2 separate regions of the Gossypium hirsutum genome follow, and region 2 is linked to region 1. The links are chromatin contacts, called in public Hi-C maps. All regions are on one chromosome and are shown on one strand. Each heading gives the region's core, a stretch centred on a gene start, on an enhancer-like site or on the middle of the called end of the contact. The rest is flanking DNA. Distances are from core to core; before and after follow the strand shown. Region 1 holds the start of LOC107955322 (protein-lysine N-methyltransferase EFM1). Region 2 holds the start of LOC107955314 (polygalacturonate 4-alpha-galacturonosyltransferase).

The links. A called contact is a pair of places that touch in the nucleus more often than the background predicts.
Region 2: a contact with region 1 is called in a Hi-C map of leaf, with 3 times the contacts expected there. The contact joins the promoter of LOC107955314 here to the promoter of LOC107955322 in region 1. A contact is called at or near these places in 6 of 34 Hi-C or Micro-C datasets (anther, fibers, leaf and 1 more).

What each region holds. Positions count from the first base shown.
Region 1 is chrA07:34,098,821-34,106,657 of Gossypium_hirsutum_v2.1, forward strand. It overlaps LOC107955322 (protein-lysine N-methyltransferase EFM1), which reads right to left and starts at 3,223. Exons shown (of 18, transcript XM_016891060.2): 1 at 3,054-3,223; 2 at 2,401-2,428; 3 at 1,254-1,358; 4 at 1,070-1,163; 5 at 793-967; 6 at 604-709; 7 at 425-507; 8 at 263-289; 9 at 1-117. The coding sequence starts at 1,304.
Region 2 is chrA07:34,431,253-34,439,089 of Gossypium_hirsutum_v2.1, forward strand. LOC107955314 (polygalacturonate 4-alpha-galacturonosyltransferase) reads left to right here and starts at 3,120. Exons shown (of 13, transcript XM_016891051.2): 1 at 3,120-3,288; 2 at 3,542-3,595; 3 at 3,688-3,842; 4 at 4,321-4,355; 5 at 4,461-4,520; 6 at 4,634-4,768; 7 at 4,872-4,938; 8 at 5,025-5,065; 9 at 5,145-5,479; 10 at 5,599-5,956; 11 at 6,114-6,189; 12 at 6,192-6,694; 13 at 7,024-7,537. The coding sequence starts at 3,701. The coding sequence ends at 7,314.

The DNA of each region.
Region 1 (7,837 bases), core at 1,973-4,472:
CCCTCGGAAATTTTGTCAACTGGACAGGTTGTGCCCACATCTTCTTGAATTTGGGGGAATACATAAGAATGCGGAAGAGGAAGGTTCAAAGCACGAGACCAAAATATAGAATTTGCCCTAGCATTATAGAAATCATGCAATAATAGCCATCAAAGTTTTAGGTTCAGGGAATGTCATCATATCATTGTCAAACTTTTCCATTTTCCCCACCCCGCCCCAATTAAAGAGAGTTAGAAAGAGTTCATTTTGAGGGGATTCCTACCAAAGGAAATCTTCAAACCACACCTCACTGCAAAAGAAGCATTAACAACAGTTCACGTTTGGGCAATAAGAAAATAACTAAATTATTCTTGACAAGACCAGAAACTCAACAATTTAAATGCAACAATGGATTGCCATCTTGTTTAATGTAATTAATACAGACCTTTCTGAATCTCCATCAAGAACCAGAAGTTTCTTCACCAATTCCTTCACTTTATCTTCGTACACAGACATCAAATCCTTTTTCTATAAAACAATTATACTAACTTTCATCATCATGGTTAGTCAAATTTCATCAATTTGATTTTCAAGAGAAACAGAAAACTAAATACTAATATTTACCCGCAATTCAGTTGCTCTATACAAGGTTGTTCCCCGCAACTCCAAAAGCTCATCATCAGTAAACCAAACCGGATTACCAAAAGTAGTTGGAAGCATATCAAGGTACCTGACCCAACCTTTCAATCCACATAAATAATAAAGGGAAAAAAAAGAACACTAAAATGCCAATCACATAGGTTAAGTACGTACGGTTTCCATGAAGAATTCTTTCGGAGACGTTCCACAATAAGAAATAAAATCATTAAGAACCTATCATCAACTTCTCCTTCTTCAAACATTGCTCTACACTCTGCTCCAATTAAAGGATCTTGCAGTACCCTCATTGGAGTTATTGCTAAATCCAGTGGAACAACAAGAAGAACCCCTGCCCAGTTTCTTTTCCTCATAAAATTAACGAAAACCTTACAAAGAATCAAACAGAATTCTATTCTTTAACTTCTTTGTTACAGGGCTTTTTGCTACTGACCATCTTCGGGGGAACCATTGGTGGAATAAATACCAAAGCCTTTGGTGGAGTCGCAATATTTGATTTTGCAGCCGCGGAATTGAGCTCCGTTTACCTGAATTAAAATCACTGTTAGTTGAACCAGAGGAACAGAAATGTAGAGTTGACGGCTTGAAGTTGAGTTCAGGGTGTTGGAGAACTAAACCTGAAGCCATTGAAGGAAGTGCTCGAGTTTTGCTTCCTCTGTACACGCCATTATCGTCGGTGATGGTTACTTGGCTCAAGTTGGCCGGTGACCAAAGGCACTACACTGAGGTTTAATAAGGGCTTTAGGAATTAGGTCTGAAAAAAAAATTTGAGAAACTTAAAACTGATCCCAGTTAGGGATGGCAGCGGGTTGGATATCTGCAATTTATGGATTATCCGAATCCACAGATTATCCGAATTTTACTATCCAATTCCAAATCAGAATTAAATACATTATCCGCCGAATATCCGAATCCGCAAAAAATCCGAATTTAACATTTTCAACCTTATGTTAGATATCCGAATCCAACATAACCAAAATCCAAATCCACTAAAATTAAAATTTTAAAAATAATATAAAATCAAATAAAAAATTAATTTTAAATAAATTTTATTCATAACTAAAAATAAATAAATGTAAAATAAATTAACAAAAAAGGCTAAATAATAATTCAAACAAACTAAACATAAAAATTTCACAAAAATTTAAATATTACTAACAATTTAAACATAAAAATTCCAAGCAAATTAAAATTTCAATAACAATTCCAGACAACTTGATTTACTAGTAGTTCTGCTTCACTCTTTGACTATATAATGATGGAATTGACCTCGATGGAGCATTGTCACTTTATTTTTAACAAGATTGAAATATATTCTCATTTCAAGGCAGTCCCTTGTAAGCTTTCAAAACTGCAAACTAACCACCAGCATTCAAATGAGCTTTTATAACCTAGTTGCTCTATGAAATTAGAAAATTCCCCAAGCAAATGGAAGAAAAACCAAAACCTTCATCAACCACTTACCGATCTTGCATTAAACATGAATCGCCTATTTCCATTTATAAGAATGCTGAATGTGTTTTGTTCATGCATGCATTGTACTTAAATTGCTTCTACAAGTATAAATGGCATTAACTGGAATGATATCAGATGTCAATGGCTCTAAAATCCGCCTTACAATCATCATCATAGAGCGGAATTTATCACTTGAGCTAAAACGATAAAGCTAAATTAACAACGTCTAACAATTTCTATCTCTAGTTCACAATCAATATCAGTTGGAATATCAATATAAATGTTTAACTCCGGCCAGTATAATTTTACCTTCGAGCTAGTTCAACATGAGCTATCCCTGGAGAACCAAAACAATCAACATTTAAAGACAAGATCAAACAAACAGAAACCTTCTCACTATCCCCCATAAACTCATTGTTTTCGCTACAAGCCATTTTTCAATATACCAATAAAATTTTAAAATTAACAATTCAGTTCATAAACATTAACAATAAGCATCAAAATCAAAACATTATAAACATTTTTCATGGTTCGAACATCTATGTTCTTCTAGCTAAGTAAATTTGGAGAGACAAAGAAAAAGGAAATTATTATTATTTTATTACATTCGGACATGACAGACTGTCTCTCTGTTTTGGTCTAAACTTCAAACTCTTTCCATTTCTTGTTTTTCTTTCTTTATTAGAAAATAAATGAAATATATTAGAATGGAAGTGAGTGAAGTTTGGAAGTTGTAAGAGATTCCATGTTTCCTCATTAGCTCATTGTTTGTTTCCTTCAAATTCAATGCTCTTAAATCTTTGATCACTAGCCTAAATAGTGATAAACTTAACCAAGTAACCAGTCAAAGGATATTAAGGGCTGACATAGTAACATCTATAACTAAAAATCAACCAGAAATAGAATCCTAAAACATCAAGAATGGGTTTACAAGTAACGAATTTACAAGTAACGAAACCAACCAATCAAATGAGAATTTTAAGGGCCCGTGGTCGACGGTGCCTTGTTGGTGCTTGCCGGTGACTGCCTGACTGGTGAGAGGCTTAGAGCTTGAGACGACACTTTTGGGAATTTTTTAGGTTTTGGTTGGAGTTGGGCTTAGCCAATTGTATTTTCAATATCTCAACTTTCTAACTCAAAACTTGGTTGCGGGCCTGCTTCAAACTAACACCTATGCTTTGCATTTGACCTATATTAAAAAAAAATCCAACTAAACTATTTTCAAAATTATTTTTATTAATATTAGATATTATCGGGTGGAAGGAAAAAAATGATATTAAAATTATACTTATATAAAAAATCAATAATTAAGTTATAGGTAAAATGGTAAATTGTTTATATTTAAACAGTTTTTAAGGTCGATCCCCCTCAATAGTATACCTATCACACCTTTCACCATTTTATTTTTAGTCACTAGCCAAAGAAAATGACACTCTCTAGGGATGTCGGCTCTTCCAAATGGTTCTTTATTTTGCATTTGGTGGGTTCAAGTTGATCTTGAAGCACTTTTCACCAAAAACAACCCATTACCATTCCACCGCTAAATAAATGAGTTTGATTGAGCCTGCCGATTAGTATGTAATGTCCCTGCAATGAAAAGGACCATTGATCGTCTAAAAGATGTTAGAATTCATTCCAATCCCATCTTCCATCTATGTGTACCATATCAATTATTCGACCATCTATGTCCACTCCACTTAGGTCTCGACAATGATCTTTCAGGGGATCAAAGTCGACATCCAATTATCGAACTAAAATTTGATCTTTTCCCCTTTCTCATGGTCTATCAAATGTTATTCTTTTAGTATCTTTAAGATTGATTTCCAAATGATTACTTTAACATTACTTAAAGATTTTAAATATTTAGTATTATTGTTAAAGAATTTTGTGAAATTTAAAATGCTCATTTTAGATATGAAATGGTAAAATAAAAAATAAACTAATTTAAATGATATTTAGATTTGTTAATATTACACTATATAAAATATCAATTTTGAATACTTTAAACAATTATGATAAATTGTTTATGCTAATAGGGCTTCGGCATTGTTGGTTAACCTGAGGACTTGGGTCATTATGCATCCAAGTTTGAGTGCCATCATTTTTAATTGTGATGTGTAGGTCTTCAATCCCAATATATGCGTATATGGTTGCGTTCTCTTATTTGTTTGTTGTGTTTTTATATTGGTTATATTCTATGCTTCAACATATATTTGTATTTGTAATAGTAAAATTAAAAAAAATATATTTTTAAAATTTTATTTCAATATATAAATTATATTTAGATATTAAAATAACATACAATAACGCAAAATATCCTTCTTCTTTTTTTCGTGTCCTTATTATTACTATTGACAAAATATTATATTAGAATTCTTTTTGTATTAATAAATATTCAATTTAAATTGTAGTAAAAATATATAAAAAACTATAATAACTGAAATATAAAATTTTAAGACTTTTTAAACAATTATAATAAATTTTTTTGTAAAATTTATTCAATACATAAGTCATATTTGAAATTTATAATTAATATAAATGAGAGATAAATTTATAATTTGAACCAAGCTTTTGAAAAGTCAAAAGGAAGAATTTGTATTTGACCTAAAAAGTTAGTTTTTTTTATTTCAAAATTTACTTATAGATAAAAAAAAGTTTTAACTTAGAAAATCTAGTGTAATAGTATCGCAATATCTTTTTTATGTAATTGTTTAGGGTTTGATTCTCTCGATATGCACGTTGTGATATGTTTATATATAGAGGTGTGCAAATAATTGGTGTAATAAAAAATTTACGATTTATTCAATTAGCTTAATTAGTTTTCTTGACTATATCAATTTGATTTTCGATTTTATAAATTTAAATAGAATAAATTAAATAAATTTTTTAAATAATATATATTCAATGCCTAACTCAATTTCCAAATATTGAATACCAATATAAAACCTAACTCAATTAAACTAAAAACATTAAAACAACCCAAAACTTAAAATAAAATAACACAACTCAAAATATTAAATTTAACCCAAATCAATTACCCAAATAATTAAACTCAATTACCCCATTAATTAATCAAAATTTAATCTAATTATAAAATAAAAACATTGGCAAAATGTTGTACAACTTAAACGACAAAAGCACTATATAAAATAAATTAAAAATAAAAATAAAAATATTGCATATTATTGAAATTCAAAAGTTTGGAATGATATTGAAAGATAAAAAAAAATGCAATAATTTATCTAGCTCACCTGCTTTTCAGTGTAAACACTTTTAATGGAGCATTGAAGTTCATCTGTATATATCAGCATCATACTCCTCAAAAGGAATAACATAATGGTTTCTATCACGCACGTCCCCCATATACTCCATAATAGCAATTTCGTTGTAATAACTTGCTATGTCACCACTATCAAATAAGAGGACTTTCGTTATAAATACCTTTCATATTGAAGTAAAAATGATCTTCTCCCCAGTTATCAACCTTGAGCTCTTACTCTTTACATTTAGTTTTCCTATCCTTCACACAACTTTTCTCCTCTTTTATGGACCTTCATTGCACCACCATCTTTTTCTTTTTATCTCCTCTCTTGTTGAAACTTATATCAACAAATATATATTATGTTAGAAATAATTATAAAAATTATTATTTTTTCTTTTATTTTCGAAAGAATTGAAAAAACCCTTTCATAATTTATGAAACAATCTTACTTTAAAATTAGAGGGAAAAAAAACCAAGGCATTGTTCTTAGGACTTAAAATCCTCCGTTATAGATTGAATGAGAAAATGAGCAGTGGTTGGTATCAGCGTGTGAAAAAGAGAGAAGAGAGGGTGAGTGAGAGAGCAGGACATGCAGCCAACCTGCAATCTGGCTTTGTCAGAGGTTTATCATTGACGCCCAAGCCCCACTTGTCTTGGGAAGCTTATTCAAGTAACATGTCCAAAACTTTGAATATTAATGACTCCACCTGCGGCTTTGCTTTTGCATGCACGGCATGCAGTTCCTCGAAACCTACATATATTCACACCATCACTTAGTATATAACTCAATTCCTACCATATCTAAACCATACTTGTTATAGAGAAACGTAATCTCATCACTGATGGTGATGAGATGATTGATGAGATGATTGTCCATCTTATGTTCTTACTGTCCCATCTACAAACCATAAAAGAGAGAGGAAAATTGAAATGCAAATAGAGAAGCAAAAACAAGGGCAATGGACAATTCCAAAGAAGTCCCTATTGGAATGAGTACCGGTTGTTCCCTTCTCACCGCAAAAGGATGAAACACAGCATGCTGTAGCGGTAAGAGGTGATGGTGAAGTAGCCAGCCCAGAACCTATCAATAAATGGAAACTTTGCGTTAAATAAGCTGACCCAACAATCAAAGTTTTCCAAAACTGGTAACCTGTCAAACCAGAACCACCATCACCACCACCGTCTCTTTCCTGCAGTACAACCCAAACCATCACATTATGCTTTGTCACTGTCTCTTGGGGTAGTTGGACCTACTATACGGAAAACTTACCTTGATTTTACCCTTCTTTAATTAATTTCCTATTTACCCTCGGCCCCCCTTCAGCTCTTTTCTTATTTGTTCCTCTTTGTAGTAAGATGTTTTTTTTGGTTATAGGGTTTCAGATGATGAAGAAAAAGTTATGTACATGGCCATAACAATTTTGTTAGAAGTACATCAGTGACTAGTCTTTGATACTAGGCTTTGAGATGTTCACTAAATTTAAATATTTTTTAATTAAGATATTCTATGTTGTTAAAGTAAATTATATATGCAAATTTCTGGTACTAATAAAAAAATTATTAATTCATATATAAAAGTATAAGAAAACAAAATACATAGATAATAATATTACTTAAAGTTGTAAGTTACATTTTTTAAAGAAATAAAATATTCTTTTACAATATATTTAAACTATATTAACTAATTTTCACACTAAAGCTACTCTAAAAAACAAAGCTTATTAACTAAAAAAATTACTGTGGGCGAAAATGGAAAAAATCTTTATAGGTTTGAGATTTTAAGAAGGTACAGGCCAAGAATCGTGGCTTACCTTAAAAAAGGTGTGTTATATTCTTTTTACTTTTTTAAGTTGAAGTAATGCAATTATAATTTTTTTTTCCATTTTAGACATTAAAAATTAAAAACAATTATGATTTAAGCACTTGTGTTACATAATTTAGTTATTTTGATCATTCTTGTTAAAATTACAAACTACAAGCTGACATGGCAGTTAAAAAATGATATAATAATAAATTTAGCGTTTAACTTTTATATATTATATTAATTTAGTCATAATTTTAAAAAAATAACATTCAAAATTTACAAATGGTCTCAATTTAATCTTAATTCTAAAAAATTCGAATAAATATATCAAAATACATAATTATTTTTAAAAAATAAATTTAAATTTTATATTAATATTAATATTAAATAAATATAATTATATTAATATTAAATAAAATAAAAATCCCGCACCCCACCCCACCACCTCTTCCCCTTTCACCATCCCTATAACACCCTTATATAGGGGCGTAGCCAGGGGGCTGGCAGGGGCCCGAACCCCCCATAAAATGAAAAATTTTCCATTTAGGCATCTTTAAAAATTATAAAAATTTAAATTAGTAAATGTAAAATTGCACTTTGGCCCTACAAAAAATAATAAAATTTTGATTTAATCCTTTAAAATTATAAAGATATAGATATTAAACTGGTGCAATTGTATT
Region 2 (7,837 bases), core at 1,870-4,369, 330 kb after region 1:
TTTCTCTTCATATTAGATGACCCGATTGATTATCAAATTTAATAAATGTTAAATTTTTTCTTATTATATAATTTCGAATCTTTTATGCTATGCTGATAATAAAGAAAAATTCATTGCAATTGCTTATTTTTCGTTTCGATAATGAAAAAAATTCTAGGTTTTTATTTGACATGAAAGATATAAAATTAATTAATTTAATTAACTGCGATGATTTTTCTTTACTTTTCGTTTAGCATGGAAATTTTAATATCATATAATCAAAAACCATTTGAGTTTTATAGACAATTATTAAAAATAAATTGTTTGAATTGATTTTAATTTGGAAACATAAATTTTGTAAGGAAATTAAATTAATTAATTAATTTCAATATTATAGCAACAAATCAACACGATAAAAAAATTCCAATAATTTATTTAATTAATTTTTATGTTTTGAAATTTAAAATTTCAATATTGCAAAAAAAATAGTACTTTAAGTACAATTTTTGAAAAAAAAAATATTTAATACATTATTTTAGTTTCTATCCTTTTTTTACTTTAATCTTTAATGTTTTGTTTTTTACCCCAACCAATACTTAAAAAGAGATTTTTTTGGAATGACCAAAATGAAAGCAAACTACAAGTTGGGTGACCAAAATGAAAGTGTATAGTCAATAGTTATTAGAGATTTAACATTTGGATGATAAATGAAAGCGTCTTCAAAATTGAGTGAAAATACTTTTTTTAATATAAAATAATTTTAAATAATTATTTATTATATTATAAACTCAAACTATTATTCTCAATAGTAATTTATTACAATAAATAATTAAAATGATTATAAAATAAATAAGAAAAATATTTATAAGAAAAATATTATGACACATATTATTATTTTATTAAATTAAATTATAATTTCATATATTTTTAATAATTTCATAAAAAATAAAATAATTTAGAACTTCTAATATATATGGTTTCAATCTAATGTCATTAATAGTAATTTTGTATTATTGCCTCATTGGTACCGTTGTGATTGAACCCAAACACATGTCTCGCCACTAATTTTAATTTCACCGCTTGGTGAGATTGCCTTTAGTGAGATTAAAAATAATGGTGATAGTGAAATTCATTATTGTAACAGTGAGATTAAAACAAGTGATGAAATTATTGTTTGGATTCAAACTCAGCTACAGTGGTGTGATGACAATAGAAATAACTATTATAGACATTATAATATAATAAATAATTAAAAATCATAGCTATATTTAAATAATAAAATATAAATTGCAATTCTATTTTTTAAATTGATAACTAAAAGTATTAATGCATATTTATATTAAAAGATTACAAGTATTTATAAATTTAAAAGCATTATATAATAACATAATTTATAACATATTTACTTTTTTATAATTATTAACTTTATATTTAGGGTAAATTGCACCAACAGTCACTCAACTTTGGGGTAGCCGACAAAACAGTCACCTTGGTTTCATTTCAGTCACTCAACTTTAGAAAAATAACAAAACAGTCACTAACGTTATCAAAAAGTGACAAATCAGTCACCCACTAACATTTTCCGTTACAGTTCTAACGAGATAGGTGACGTGGCCAGTTAACTAGCTGATGTGGCCAATTAACTAGCCACATTGGATATCCATAATGGAAACCTACCCAATTTAAAAAGAAATTGAAGAAAAAAAACCCTAATAATAGAGAAGAAGAAGAAAAAGAAAAAGAAGAAGAGACTATAATATCCCTCTCAAAGTCTCCAACAACCCTTATACAACTGACCCCACAAACAAACTGGCAACATTGACAAGTACTTCAGCCACCACCACTTGCACCACCATTAAATTAGGTTAGGGTTTTTTCCCCAATATTCTTCTTCTTCTATTGTGGATAAATTTCAAAGGCTAAACTTTGTCCCATGGAGAAATTTCTTCTTGAAATACTAAATTGCCAAAAAAAAAGTCTTCACTACCTAATTTTGATTAAAAACAGCACATAAGTAACCAGAACAAAAAAAAAAGAAAAAGATTGAAGGACAATAAGAAGAATAAAACTGGAGAAAGAGAGAAAGATATGAGTTTTTAGTATTTTATCAGTTTCTAAATCCTAATTTTGGTTTTAATTTCTTTTTATTGTCTTCTCCTTTCTTTTCTGCCTAACAAGTTTGACAAAGTGATTACACAAAGGAAACAAACAAGATGAAAAAGAAAAATACTTAACATAGATAAGAAGAAAAAATGAGCTTTCAGATCTTGGTTCTCCCTTTTCATCTTTTGCTTCCCTACTGTTTTTTTTCTTTTTTTTTCTAGTCAAATTCTAATTGTTTCCTTATTTTTGCAGTTGTTTCATATTAGAAATTTGGCGGGGTTTGATTCTGATATCCATCTAATAAAAAGAGGACAGGTAAGTATGCTGAAGAATAAGTCTGGAGCAGTGACCATGAAGCAAACTTTAATAGTTGATCACAGCTCTCAAGCATCCCTTGCCCAGAATAGCACTAAACCAATCCCATCTTTCTTCGATTCTCCAAAATTTAAAGCCTTTCTCGACACTAAATCTCTCAAGAGCCCTACTTCAATCCTTGACAACAAACCCTTCTTTCCTTTTGGTAACCCCTTTGCCTTGGACAAAAACCACCCCAAATCCCTTTTTTTCTCTTCTCCTCCTCCTCTTCTTTCTCCTCTTCCTTTTCTTTTTCTATTACATAAGCCCTAAATGGGTGCTATAAAGGTTATTTAAATCGATGCTAACCGGCCAACTTGACAGTTAATGACACCAAGCAAGCTGTCATCTGCCATGTCACTTTGCCATTACGTTTGTAACGAAAAACGGTAAAGAAGGACTGTTTTGTTATTTTTTTAAAGTTGAGTGACTAAAATGAAACCAATATGACTATTTGGTTAGCTACCCAAAATTAAGTAATTGTTGGTGTAATTTACCCTTATATTTATATAATATGTTTAATTTGTACAAAACCCATGTTTTTTTGATGATATTATATTTATGTAATATAAAACTATATTAAAGTAGAATAATTAAGTTGCATGGAGTAGAATAAGGTGGGCTGGCTCATTACGTCATAAAGCTAGACTGGCGATAAAAACGGCAACGTCTTTGTCGGCTAAAAGAGAAATTAAAATAATTATCCCATCTCTCAGATCATCTTTTTCCGGAAGGAATGAACATATATATGTATGAAAGCGAAGACGATAGTAAGATAATGAAAAATAACCCTTACTAACGGAAAAAACGAAAACCGAACCGAGATCGAAGATCCCCTTGTTCTTTATATATGTATGTATCTATATATATATATTAATTTCTGTTATCTCAAGTTTCTTTTGTTTCTTGCTTGTTTAGGCCAACGCATTCCTTTTAAATTACACTCACTTCGTTTTCAAGATAAATAATTTTGTTCCTCACTCCACCATCTTCCTGCATTTCCCTTTCTCTCTACACTATTAAATTCCTTTTTTTTTTACTGATAAAAGCATTTAATTAACGCTTAATCTATGCTTGCTTTCCCATGGGTTTCCATTCCAACTAGCTTCGATACGGATCTGCTGCTTTCAGTTTCACGCGATCTCCTCGCTGTTAACTTGTAATTATCCTTTTTCCACCTTTTGATTATGCAATTTCGTTTTTTTTTTTTTAATGTTTAAGTGATTTTGCTGCTGCTATTGTTCTTATTAGGCTCTGATAGCCAATGGCGTTGAAGCGGGGACTATCCAGTGTGGGCGTCCAAAGGAGCAGAAGTTCTGGATCTCGATTGCGTATCGTGATTCTTTTTTTCTTCTCAATTCTGACGCTACTTGTTTTCTTTGTCGGTCAAGGGCTTTACATTTCTGGTTCGTTTTTTCTCTTAATTTCCCCCTGCGTTTTTAAGTACCTACTGACCAGATCTAACTTTATATTTGATTTTGATTTTGTATTTTAGAATGATGATAAATTAATTATTTGTTTTGATTAGTTTATAAATGCGTCCTTTTCGATCTGATAAAATTGAAAAGTGCCTCATCTTTTAATTGATTCCGAGCTTTGATTAGTGAATTTCTTAAAAAAGTTTTTGGCTTCTCATTTTACTAGAAATTTGTGAAGTCAAATGGTCTAACTTTAGTTACACAACATTGTCGTGAATAGTGATGCTTCTACTAAGGTCCAATTTTAACTTACAATTCGTTGCTCCATCTCACCTAATATTTATCATCATAATAGAACTTTTGTTCAATTATGTTGAATTGTTTTGTGAGTATAAAGTTAGATGTAAATTCAATTATGTTCTTTGATTGCATCTGATCTTTGTTCCAATTTTTGTTTCTTGTGCAGACGAAGATAGTGTTCAAAGTGGTTTTGGTAAACAGGTTTCTTCCTTAAAACCTTATCCACCTGCATTGCTTTTAACTTAGATGACAGTCTGTGACAGCTTTTATACCCAGATCTGCATTATTTTAAAATGGGTTTTGCAGAATGTTGACTGGAGAGAAAGGCTGGCATCCCAATCTATCAAAAACCTATTCACTAAAGAGGTGAGTGCGTGTTGGATTATATTCTATACAAATTATGGTTCTTGCTCCAATTGTCATTAGACTTTAATTGTCAATTATATTTATCATCTGATGTCATACTCAAATCATTCTAGGTTATTGATGTTGTATCTACTAGTACAGCTGATTTGGGGCCATTAAGTCTTGATTCTTTCAGAAAAGGCAATTTGTCTACATCATGGAAAGTTATTGGGGTAGAGTCTTCAGTTGCGGATAAAGCTACTTCTCAGGTTAGGATCATACCTCAGTAGTCAAATCTATCCCAACCCCTCCTCCAAAGAAAAAAAAAGTTGCTGATTGACTAATCTTTATATGATTCTCACTTGTTCAAAGTCAAATCAAAAGGCTACAGACTTGAAACAAGAAATGTCTCAAGTTAAAGAGGGAAAGCTTCCTAATGGTAATGCATTTCTGATCTGTTAAATATAGATATGCCTAATGCTATTGGTGAATTTTCTTTCATGCTGACCTGGCTGTTCTATGCAGATGATCATTCACATGATATGCTTACTACAACACTTCGAAGGGTAATTATCATCTTTTGATTCACTGAGTGCTTTAGTATTATAACTAATTATATAATAAGAGGCATGTTACTGACTGCAGCAACTTAGAGATAATAGGCGTGAGAAGCATGTGGCTGGTTTGGTGCAAAAAGATGATGAAGCTACTGTGAAACTTGAAAATGCAGCCATTGAACGATCCAAAGCTGTGGACTCTGCAGTTCTTGGCAAATATAATATGTGGAGGAAAGAAATTGATAATGAGAACTCTGATTCCACAGTGCGCTTGATGAGTGATCAAATTATACTGGCAAAGGTTTATATAATTATTGCAAGCATGAAAAACAAGCTTGACTTGCGAAAAGAATTGCAGATTAGGCTCAAAGAGAGTCTGCATGCCTTAGGAGAGTCAACAACTGACGCTGATCTACCTCATAGGTAAAGGAAGTTGGGTCTTTAATCTCCTTGGCTATGTGCTGTAGTCCATGTTTCCTCCAGGTTTTGCTTTTGATGATTCTGTCAGTTTCTAATGTTGTATTCTCATGTGAATTACTCAGTGCATCTGATAAAATTAAAGCAATGGAAAAAGTTCTAGCCAAAGCAAGAGAGCAATTATATGATTGCAAGTTGATGCTTGGAAAGCTCAGAGCAATGCTTCAGGCATCAGTAGAACAAGTTATGAGCTTGAAAAAAGATAGCATGTTCCTGAGTCAATTAGCTGCCAAAACAGTTCCCAATGCAATCCATTGCTTGTCGATGCGCTTGACCATAGAATATTATCTCCTTCCCGCAGAGAAGAGAAAGTTCCCTAGAAGTGAGAATTTGGAAAATCCAAAACTCTACCATTATGCCCTTTTCTCTGATAATGTCTTGGCTGCATCTGTCGTTGTCAATTCAACTATCATGAATGCCAAGGTGATAAAAGCTGCCTTAACTTGCATAGCTGTCTCAGTTGTTCTTTACTTTTTTTTTTCTTTTTTTTTTTCACTCATTGATTAGGAATTGTTATGTTTATAAGAATTGAGGCTCAGATGCAGTCTTCACTAAAATTTTCTTCTTGGTTGTATTGCAGGATCCCTCTAAACATGTTTTCCATCTTGTTACTGATAAACTTAATTTTGGAGCAATGAACATGTGGTTTCTGTTGAATCCCCTGGAAAAGCCACCATCAATGTTGAAAATGTTGATGAATTCAAGTGGCTTAATTCATCCTATTGCCCTGTCCTCCGGCAGCTTGAGACTGCAGCGATGAAGGAGTACTACTTCAAGGCAGATCAGCCAACCAATTCTGGATCTTCGAACTTGAAGTATCGAAACCCAAAGTATCTCTCAATGCTTAATCACTTGCGGTTCTATCTGCCACAGGTCTACCCAAAGTTAGATAAGATCCTCTTTCTTGATGATGACATTGTTGTCCAGAAAGACTTGACTGGATTATGGTCTGTAGAGCTCCATGGAAAAGTGAATGGTGCAGTAGAAACTTGCGGTGAAAGCTTTCATCGTTTTGACAAGTATCTGAACTTCTCAAATCCTCATATTTCACAGAACTTTGATCCTAATGCTTGTGGGTGGGCATATGGAATGAACATGTTTGATCTCAAGGTTTGGAGAAAGAAGGATATTACTGGCATATACCACAAGTGGCAAAATATGGTGAGTTAATGGAAAGACGGAAGTTTTGATTTCATGCTAGTTATTTTCTCCTTCACATATACACACACCACCTTTCATGCTTTCATGGAGATAAATCACTTAGTTGTTGACGGATTAAACCCACAAGTTTTCCAATTATCAAATAACTTTCTAGCGAACATGTTGCTCAAGTTATATATGCAAAGCTGATGGTATTATAGGTTTTGAGGGGCAGGTTGACTCCTTTGGGAGACAGACGACATTTGAAGACTTCTCACGACTTCAAAGGATAATTTGTTGTATGTTCTGATCTTTTTTTTTTTTTCTTGATTTGTTTGAATATTTATCAGAATGAAGATAGAGCATTGTGGAAGCTGGGGACACTTCCTCCGGGGCTGATCACATTTTATGGTCTAACACATCCACTTCAGAAATCATGGCATGTACTTGGTCTTGGCTACAATCCAAATGTAGACAAGAAAGAAATTGAAAGTGCAGCAGTTATCCATTACAATGGCAACATGAAACCTTGGCTGGAGTTGGCCATGACGAAATATCGATCATACTGGACCAAGTACATCAAGTATGATCATCCCTACCTTCACAGTTGCAAGTTCAGGAATGAACCAGATTATAATTAGTGACATTTTGTTTTCTTTTTCCTTCTATTTTTTCTATACTCTTCTTATTCCCACATTATTGTTTATTCTTCCTTGTAATTCATTAAATTCATTCCCTTAAGCTTCTCATTCATTGGAACGAGTTAACAAATTGTACGCCAGGCTAACCTCTGTACTTAAGACACCCCATGATTTTTTCACCCTTGTCCAATTTTAGTAGAATAGTGAAAATCTTGGTCCACTATATTTTTTGAACAATAGCTCCTTTTGCTGGATTTAACGTGTATATATTATAAAGACTCAAATTCCTAAGTTTGTTTTCTGAAGCAATTTTCTTTTTGAATTATTGCTCGATAAAGAAACCCAAGATCCAATTAACAAAGGAAATTAGAATTTAATTGATGAAATAAAATCTAAAAAGAAAATGAAAGTAGAAAAGAAACAAAGGGTTTAGAGATGTATTAATCAGTGAGGGATGGAATTATTGTGCCAAATTGAATGATTCAAATCTGAAAAAAAAAATTGGATTAAATAAAGTTAGATT